Linked DNA regions of Mus musculus: all the other regions are linked to region 1. Evidence: chromatin contacts called from public Hi-C and HiCAR-type data. All regions are on one chromosome and are shown on one strand. The core of a region is the stretch at or near the end of the contact, and the rest is flanking DNA. Distances in the headings are between cores, read along the strand shown. Region 1 has its middle 3.3 kb from the start of Gm33265. Region 2 overlaps Gm40109 (a long non-coding RNA gene). Region 3 has its middle 28 kb from the start of Gm33381.

Region 1 (3,158 bases), core at 290-2,789:
ACACTTCCTCCAGCAAGGCTGTGTACCACCCAAACCTCCCCAAACAGCACCACCAATTAGACATCAAGTATTCAAATGTCCAAGACTGTGGAGGGCATTTCTCAACCAAACAATAAGTTTTTAAATATACATTCAACGTGAACCAGGTATACATCTTTTAATTAGAAAACTAATATCATTTACACTGGGTTGGCATTTATTGATTTGAAACACTGGTCTACGCTTTGCTGCCTCTTATGGTTGCCGCTGAGATGTCTGATGTCTAACTCACAAGTATCATTGTTCTCTTTTCATTAACCTGTCAAATTTTTCCTGACAGTTGAGTTATCATTTTCCCTTTTTACCTTTTAATTCTGGTTCTTTGTTTTGTGATTTTTGTTATCATACTATAATGTACTAGGTAACTCTTGATTGTCTCCAAGATCTTGGGTGTCTATGGCAAAGCTTACTTCTCTGTCAGTTTATAGATGAAGTATTTATCTTGACCTTGTCTTTCAGCGCTGGGATTTCTGGGCGTGGTCCAGTCTCTCGGTGATTGACAACTGTCACTGGTTATTTCATTTGTCTTTTATTTCCCACATTTCTCTTTCTTTGTTTGTTTTTCAAAAATCTTGTTCTTTTCGGGCTTTGTCGTCTATGTAGTTGGTTTTCCTTTCCAGGTCTTTAATTTATTTCCTTATTTTATTCATTTACTTGCTTGCATCCTCTTTGAGTTGCTGTTCATTTCCCCAAGTCCACTTTGGCATTCTTCATCTGGCATTTTTAATCCCTCTTAGTATCTTTGGGTTCAATAACTGAAGAGTGATGCTCTTTTGAATGAGACCCGTTGTTTTCCTTTTGTGTGTGTGTGTTTCTGTGCTGTGACTTGTGCATCTGTTTGGGTAGATATCTAAGTTTAAAAAGACAAATCCAAACATGAAGAATTAAGAATACAATGTTGTGGGCAGCAAACCAGTGAGAAAAGAGGGAGAAGCGAAATGGAGACAGGGTGTGCTCTCTGTCAGGCTTTAAAAGCTTTTCTAACAGAGCCACACACACAAAGCTGCTTACATGGAGACAAGAACTTCTCTTGCAGCTCTAGACCCCACAGACAAACCTTGGCTATCTTCAGGCAGCCGTGGTTAAATGACTAAGTCATAGGCATGGGTCACTCTTGGATAGCCTGAGAACCATGACTTGGACCAGCATGCAAAGAGGAACTATGTAGATCAGATTCTCTCTGGGAACCTGAACTCTTTTCTTTGGGAAGCCACAATGACAGAAATAACACCACAGGCAGATACCCAAAGACTGGGAACAGGTGCTTCCTGAGGTAACCGCGAAGACTAAAGAGTCTAAGGCTAGCTGAAGCTACACAAAAGTCAACATTGTTAGGAAACAGAAACTGTGGGGTGGGCAGGATCAGCTCGGGAGAAGAGGAGCAGACGCTCAGCGAGGGGCCATGCATAAGGAAAAGAATGAGAGCCACGAGGCAGCCTGTTCTGGGACTGCTGGGAACTTGATGTCTTGCCAGCTGCAGTCTAAGCCTGCGTGCGGTCTGATGGCCACACCTCACTCCAAGTTTCCTGGTAACTGATTGACAGTTAAGGGCTAAACTGAAGCAGGTTCAGTTTGAAAGAGAAGAGAAAAGCCTTCCAGGAGGCCAGGTCAACCAGGATGGTGCCAGGAGGAATGAGAGGGCACAAAGAGGACTTCTTAAAGTAGGAGATAAAAAGGACTGTCACATGTCAGGTCTTTATTAATGTTAGGTCAAACTAGCATTTGATAGATAAATGAATGGATATAGGACAAGGCCAAAAAAAATAAAACTTTGAGTAACAGCACCAAGACTTTAAGCTTGATACCATAGGCGATAGGAAACCTCAGGTGTTTGGAACAGAAAGGGGATACCATCTGTCTGGTGTATGAAATCCTTGAAGGTGTGGAGGATATTTCATTTCATCAGTAGAACATGCTTGACCATAGCCAATGGTGAGGGGCTGAACGCGTATGGCTAAGTGTGTGAGAGCAGCCCATGGTGGGAAGCAGAACTACATGCCAGCCTGACTGAGGGAAGATTCCACCCAGAATGCCCAGAAGCTAGGAAGAAGCCAAAGGCATCAACCCAACAGGCTGCTCTGAGAACTAATGGAACTCCTCCACGGCCTGGAAGTGGTTCTACTATCTTGGAATGAGCACCATTGGTTTTCAGTGGGTTGGACAGGACGAAGACTGGCAGCCTCTTAGATGCCACATGTAGACCTATGACTCATTCTGCCCCACAGACTTCTGTAGCTGCTGTCACTTTTATACCTTGTCGGCATGAAAAAACATTATTTCAGTGACCCCTGGGCCCTGAGTCTAGTGGCAGAGCCATCATGGGAAACAGAGGAGCTCTGGGCACTTCCAGGAGGATACAAGAGGGAGTTTGCACTTCCCATCACACATCAAGTGATTAAAGAAGGTGAGGTGGAGTCCTAAGGAGAAAAAGAGAACTCATTCATACTGCAGGCAGGTCTGCAAATGAATACAGCCATTATGGAAACTTCCACACAGGAACTCCTCCAAAATACAGGAAAAGCAACTGTGTTGCCTATTACCATGTTACTGTGTAGCTACCATGGAGAGGAGAGTGAGTGTGAAAGAGACACCTGCACTTACCCCAGCCTTGTTCACTGTAGACAAGATTTCGGGGCAACTAAGTGTCCATTAGCAGATTAACCAATAGCAAAAATTCGGTATATGCAAGCTACAGAATACCACTGAGCTGTAAAACCCCAAACCTGGATTTGTGATAACACAGAAGACATTATTTTAAGTGAAATAAGACAGATGCAACAAAATAAACCTGTCCTGAACTCACTTATATATGCAACATAAAGAGTTGATTCATGGGTGGAGTGGAATGGTGATGGCCAGAGAGTTGAATGGTTAGAGGGAGGACAGGGGGCAGGGAGGAAGAGTACAGGTCAAAGGGTAGAGGGAAGGACTGGGAGTGGGGGTAGGGTGTAGGTCAAAGGTTAGAGGAAAGGACTGGGAGTGAGGGTAGGATATAGGTCAAAGGTTAGAAGGAAGGACCGCGGGTTAGGGTGCAGGTCAAAGGCACATACAATTAGAAAGAACAAGTTCAGGGGGACTTCTGGATGGTCTGCAATATCTTACACTCTGGAGAGATGAGC
Region 2 (3,158 bases), core at 333-2,832, 170 kb after region 1:
GCATGGCTCGTGGATGATCTGCTGGGTATGCTGGAACTCATAAAGTTGGCTAGGCTGTTTACAGCTTGTGGGAACAAGCATTTGAGCTCCTTTTGAATATACAAATGTAGGGTCTGCCAACAGGAGTCCCTCCTGGGCTTGTGTTTGGGGGAGATGGGAAGCTGAGAGGTATGGAGTTGGTACTGATAAAGATTGCTGTCTTCTCTCAGGACTTACTTTTTAAATCTTGTTTTCCTTTTTGAAAGAACCAGGTTGGGATTATAGCTCAGTTAATAACATACTCGACTTACATAAGTGTAGCCTTGGGTTCAATCTCCAGCAGCACGTACGCAAGGTGGCATGTGCCTGTAATCCTAGAACGTAGGAGATGGAGTCTGGAAGGTCAGAAATTTAATATCATGCTTGATTACTTACTGAGTGAGCCAAAGGCCAGCCTTGGGCTACACAAGATGCTGTCTTGAAACAGAGAGAAAAGAAGGAAGGAGGAAGGAAGGAAGGAAGGAAGGAAGGAAGGAAGGAAGGAAGGAAGGGAGGGAGGGAGGGAGGGAGGGAGGGAGGGAGGGAGGAAGGGAGGGAGGGAAGGAGAGAGGGAAGGGGAAGAAGGGAGGGGGTGGGAAAGCAGGAGATAGAAAGGAGAGGAGGAGGAAGAGGAAGAGGAGGAAGAAGAGGAAGAGGAGGAGGAGGAGGAGGAGGAGGAGGGGGAGGGGGAGGGGGAGGGGGAGGAGGAGGTCCCGATAGGTAGCCTGGCTCTGTCTCTCACATGCAAGGTTCACAGCTATGCAGTTATAGTTATGTCTCACCTTTACGTATTTCTCTCTAAGGCTTTGTGTTTGAGCAGCCAAGAAAATTAGAGCTCGGAATGGTGGAAATATTCCAATTCAGTGATGGAGACAAATCACTTTTCAGATGTGGACCCTCAGTCTCGGAGAAGGAAGATTGGACAAGGTCATATCCCAAGGTCACAGATAGAGGAGCATGGACTCACGAGTCCTGGTTACCAGCTGACCTCTTCTCCCCCTGCTACACAGCTATCCAGGAAGGCATCACCCCCACAGAGATCACATCTCGTCCTGGGAGCTAGATCATAACAGTCACACACAGACGTACATGCTGCAGAGCTCTGCTTTGTGTCTGTGGTAATAAATGGCATGTTTCCACACTAGAAGAAGGAAGACATGCAGTCAGACCACAGAGTTGAGCTTTTGCCCCGTCTGGTCACTCCTGCTTGCTCTCGGGAGGGAACCCAAGAGTGTTCCTGGTTACCCTTTGGGACCAAAGACTCTAACAGCTCCAGTCTCCCTCAGACTTGCAAGGGCTAGATTGGAAGGGAAGAGATAAGATCTTAGGGGTTCAAAGGCCCTTTGTGTGGAGGTCAGAGGCAGGATATTAGTTTATACCACTCATAGTAGGGTCCTACTCTCTTGAGTTGCAAGGTCAAGGCCTGGGGCGAAATGTCCATGGAAGGGAATAGGAAGCCAAGTCCGACTCTGTGTTCATTCCGGGCCACTTTCACCTCCCTCTGCTGAAGGTCATGACTACAGCTCGGTTCTCCAGTGACTCACTCCAGGAAAATGACATGTGACAAGAACCTGGCTGTCATGGGACCGCTTGCCAAGGGTGCCAGGACAGTGGTGGCATTGTTCAGGAGAGGCTCAGGAAATCAAACATCCGGAGACAGTATGCACCGTCAACTCTCCCACAGTCTGGGAGAGAACAGATTCCCCGTCCATTGACCAGTCTGTGTATTTACTTGTAAAGGGCACATGGATCCTTATCCCCTTAGGTCTCAAGTGTGACATTTCCAACGCACTAAGACAGGTAGGAGGGACCGTTACCTTTGGAGGTGTTTTGCCTGATGTCACTTGTGAGTCTATCCTCCCCACAGCCCTTGAGATAAGCATTTATCACCACATCTTATTTTGTAGCTGGGGAAATATAAATACCCAGAAGTGAAAGCGCTCGTCTGGCCACTGAACGTCTGGCCACTGAAGATGCCATCCTGCGTCCATGTTGACAGGCAAACACACGCCCAGTGTCAGGAAAGCTCTGCCCTTTCCTGCTGGTGACTGGCTTCCTCCTAGAGTGCTGGCCCTAGCCATTGCTGAATGCTTGCCCTTTTGAATCTGTCTCTCCCACACACATCTTCTCTTTGCCCTCTTTTGTTTATCTGCCCTTCAGGCTCTGCTTGAAGCCCACTTTTCTTAAACGAAGACTTGACCAGCCAGTCTCAAGAGAATTCCTGTTTCCCCACCTCCACCTCTATAACTCTCTCTGCTTACACTTCTGACTTACAGCCTTAGATAGTACACAATCCCTATAAACGTTCATGAACAAATGCAACTACTAGCCATACGCTGAAACACCCAAAGGAATGGAAAATGCTTTTTTTTTTGAGCCGTAGAATTCTTCCCATAATGGAAAATACCAAATTACCAAAATACCAGTGGTTGGCAAATGTATTCTGAGAGATTACTCGAGAGACCATAAGACGGCCACACGATTTTGTTAACAAGACCCAGAAGGCACAGGGACGGCTGGCTATCTCACCTTTAGCCATAGACCACAGTCCTCTCCCCAGTCCTTCCTGGGTAGTAAGGGATGTTGATACTGCCCTGCCCAGAACTGTCCCTTGCCCCTTGCCAGTTTTAGGGGGATGAAGCAGGGGTCAACCAAGTACTCCAGGCCTTGAGCAGGCTTCTCTCCCTTCTTAGTATTCACAGCTCCTGCCCAGGCATCCATCTCTCAGTTAAGAACAATGGGTGCTATAGAGGAACACTGATAGGAGCAGGCAAGGTACACACACACACACACACACAGCTTAAAAGAAATAAAACATTCTGCTTGTCAGTCAGTTCAGCCTGACACATTTTATTCTCACTGTTTAAACAGGCCTCTGTACCAGACAGAGCCAGAGCATGGAATAGTCAAACCACTGCCTGGGGCTGATGCATGTCCACCATGAGTGAGCTACCAATCACTGAACTATAACCCCAGCCTGAGTGTGGCTTTTAGAAAATAAGTATTTATCCTTACACACACACACACACACACACACACACTGTATTTTGCGATGTTCCTATTTTTCTCTTTTATCTCTTCTCACTCACCCAACCCCCTTCTTCCCATCTAACACCCCCTCACACTTTCATGTGTTTGTT
Region 3 (3,158 bases), core at 268-2,767, 130 kb before region 1:
CTATCCCTTTTTCCTAGCCTGACCTTTCACCCTCTTCATCTGCTTCTCCCAGCCACCTCCAGCAGGACCCCACGGGCATGCTTACTCTCTGCAAGTGACGGATGGACTTTCTGATTTTTGACACGATTGCTCTTGTGTTCACTTTCTGAGTGACAGAGGGTTTCCATCTCCACCTGGGAAGAAGCCCAGAGCCGGGACCAGTTAGTGAGAAGCTCTTTTGGCAGCCGCCTGGATACATTAGTGTGTGTGTTAGTTTCATTTCCTGACACTGTGATATGATGAATGCTCCGGCGGACTCTGTTTAGGGAGAATGGTTTATCAGACTCACAATCCCAGGTTGCAGTCTGCCACTGAGGGGGCAGTAATGGCAACAGGAGCTTGAAGGAAGTAGTCGCAGTCGTAAACAAGAGCATGGGAAGTGCCATGTCAGAACTCATGGTAATTGTCAGTTTTAATTGTCAGCTCCACATAATCTAGAATCAATCGCTGGAGAGATGACTCTTAAAGAGAGGCCCTCTAACCAGCCTCGCCTACGGGCTCACCTGTAGCGGATTGTCTTGACTGCATTGATTTTGACATGGGAAAAAGGCCATTCTGAAAGTGGATACCACCATAGGACTGGACCCTGAACTGTACAGGAAAGGAAAAGTGAGCTAGGCACGCCCCGCCCCCACCCCACATTGGACCTGAGAGGAAAGTGGTCCCTAACATCATTTCATTCACGGACAGTCCAAGGCAGTTTTGCTGCGACCACATGCATTGTTGACTGTTCAATGACCCTGGACTATAAGTGGTGGACCCCCTGCCCCCAGTTTTCCATTGTGATAATCATAAAACATGTATCTATGGCTGTCCCCTCATTTAAAAAAGTTCCTGGGTAGCTCTCACCCCCCTCCCCACCCCCGCCCCCTACTCCCATGCCCACCATTCCCAGAATAAATTGGTTGGATCCGAATTCTTTTGTTGGTGTTTACAAATTGTTTGGGGTTTGTTTGTTTGTTTGTTTTAACCCAATGACAATGGAACATGGAGTCAAGGGATCCCTCTGGTGCGGTGACAGAAGAGTGATTCCAGATAGAGAAACAGCAAAAGCTAGGAAATGGGTGCCGCTGGGGGGAAGGGAGGGGACAGGAGGAGAGAGGGTGGAGTAGAGACTGATGTATAAAGACTGTTAGTGAGGGCCCAGGTGCCAGTGGGATCAGGGTCACCAGCGTCGGGCTTCCCTTCCGTGTCTGTCTCAGTTTCTTTATTACTTTCTTCATCTTACCATTTGGTTAGGAGGCCCTGCCTCCAAGGGGCTCTGGCAACACTAAAAGAGCTCCTGTGGGTGAGATGTGAAGACTGTTCGAGCCTATGGTTCACTTCAGCCCCGGAGGCCATTGCTCCTTCAGCCAGTCCCACCCCACCCCCAACTCCCCCACCCCCCCACCCCCGCCCCGGGCATGAGCCGCGTCATCAGCAACAGGAAGTCACAAAAGTCTGAGCACCTTCTACCCACCGCTCTGTGCCTGGAACCCTCAGGCACTGTGGTTTTCCTTGCCTGGTGGCATCTGAGTGCGACCTATACCCTGCAGAAACACAGATAAAATGTGTGGTCCTGGGCTTCCCCGCACGTTAGAGCTGTGGGACCCAGGGGGGCAGTGAAGGTGTTTGGTACTCAGGCCTCTAGCGCAGGTGTATGACCCGCGAGTCCAGCAAGTTGGAAGCTCTGGAATAATACAATGAGGAACACTTCCCTTTTTTTTTTTTTTTTTTTTTTTTTTTTTGGTCTCAAAGTAAAATACCAAACACGACCCTACAGTAAAACATAGCAATAGGTCTTCTCATGAGGGTCACAGTTGATCTGCGGAAATCTGTCATTCCCATCAGGTAAATTTCAATCCCAGAGCAGTAAGTAGCTCCTCTGGGAACCAAATCCACCACGCAGTGAAAGCTCACACTTCCCTTTCTGAGCTCCTGCGGTGGTCAGCCAGATCTACTCAATCATGTGTGACCTTCTCTGACTCAGCCCGCAAAGGAGGCTGGGAGCAAGCACCCTCTTGGAGCAGTCAGGCTCCCAGAGTCCTCCCAGTTCCTCCCCAGCCCCGTTTTTCCTGTTGAATGTGATGGGCAGAGAAGGCTGCTCATTGGAGTCCCCTCAAACTAGCTTCGGTGGTGTCTTCAAGGGAAGTGACCTTTCTGAGTGGGTCCCCAGAGCACTAGAGATGCTGAGTGCGGTGACTCTGTGTGACACACCCTTGGCTTCTGCTCGCTTTACTGCAGTAGAAGCCTGATATCTGGCAGCCTCTGCCACCAACCCCAGGCCTGCACTTTGGGCACTGAGCATGCAATCTCTAAGTGCTCTGGACTCCTTTGAGAAAGAGGACATTAGCGCTGATGTTATTATATAGTAATGAGAAAATGTTCCTGTGGCAGAGCACAGTGTACTCTGCAAGGAAATATAGTTACCGGAATTACCCTCTCATGTATCGCCCCTCCAGGATATCAAAGTTGACAGCCCGGACTCAGGCCTGTGGTCATTTCCAGGTCACCTATCTGGTCCTCCTTCAACCTCCTCTGGCCTCGGAGGCTCAGGTCAGGTGCCTTCCCACCTATCTTCCCTCCACTCCCGAGAGTTCTGGGTGGACAGCAACTGTGCAAACACTTGGCTCAAATTTCCTTGTTCAGTTGCTGTGACAGAACCTGGGGTTAGGCAAAGTTTGCTTTCATTTTACACACAAGGAAAAACCAGGCCTGGAGTGGTTAAAGCCACTTGGCCAGTGACACACCAGGGGATGGAAATCCAGGTAACGGGGCTCGGTAAACAGATGATTGGACCCCATGCTTCGCAGCCCCACAGTCTGGGGCTTCTGTGTGGGTCTAGGTGCAGAACAAATTGTAGTCATCACGGTGCTTAGCATCCTGAGCACCGGGTGCTACAGAGTCAAGAAGTACTACTGATGAGCATCCCAGCTGTGTAGGAGGGGAAGCCCCCAGGCAAGCTCTGGGTCCCAGCGAGTGGACAGAGAGCCTCCATCTTAGCCACCTCCTCTTTTACCTGCCTACTTCTATCATGTGTGGTCCTAAAAGGAAGCCCATCCGATTCTACAGCCTAATGTCATCCTAAACACAGAGGAATTCCATGATCTTCTTGCATACATCCATTAACAGACCTACTG

What was found. A called contact is a pair of places that touch in the nucleus more often than the background predicts. HiCAR-type assays count read pairs that join an accessible place to other places.
Region 2: a HiCAR-type map of kidney shows a contact between it and region 1, with 2.6 times the contacts expected there. The contact joins two enhancer-like sites. A contact is called at or near these places in 2 of 484 Hi-C or Micro-C datasets (myocytes and nephron progenitors), 3 of 115 datasets of contacts at active chromatin or transcription factors (embryonic stem cells, kidney and pancreatic cancer cells) and 1 of 9 other capture datasets (embryonic stem cells).
Region 3: a Hi-C map of DN2 thymocytes shows a contact between it and region 1, with 3 times the contacts expected there. The contact joins two enhancer-like sites. A contact is called at or near these places in 8 of 484 Hi-C or Micro-C datasets (CD4 T cells, DN2 thymocytes, cerebral cortex and 4 more) and 13 of 115 datasets of contacts at active chromatin or transcription factors (DN3 thymocytes, the HPC-7 cell line, astrocytes and 7 more).

The regions. Positions count from the first base shown.
Region 1 is chr3:101,669,017-101,672,174 of GRCm38.p6, reverse strand. No RefSeq gene overlaps it. Among named protein-coding and RNA genes, the nearest start is that of Gm33265, 3.3 kb to the right of the region's middle. Within about 2 kb of position 1,539, at least 56 of the 459 cell types and tissues checked have an H3K27ac peak or open chromatin away from gene starts, as enhancers often do. A contact at or near this core is called in DN2 thymocytes, DN3 thymocytes, the HPC-7 cell line and 3 more, where this site is marked.
Region 2 is chr3:101,498,980-101,502,137 of GRCm38.p6, reverse strand. Gm40109 (a long non-coding RNA gene) reads left to right here. Exons shown (of 2, transcript XR_867517.1): 2 at 1-211. Among named protein-coding and RNA genes, the nearest start is that of Gm40109, 7.3 kb to the left of the region's middle. Within about 2 kb of position 1,582, at least 60 of the 459 cell types and tissues checked have an H3K27ac peak or open chromatin away from gene starts, as enhancers often do. A contact at or near this core is called in kidney, where this site is marked.
Region 3 is chr3:101,798,895-101,802,052 of GRCm38.p6, reverse strand. No RefSeq gene overlaps it. Among named protein-coding and RNA genes, the nearest start is that of Gm33381, 28 kb to the left of the region's middle. Within about 2 kb of position 1,517, at least 105 of the 459 cell types and tissues checked have an H3K27ac peak or open chromatin away from gene starts, as enhancers often do. A contact at or near this core is called in DN2 thymocytes, DN3 thymocytes, the HPC-7 cell line and 2 more, where this site is marked.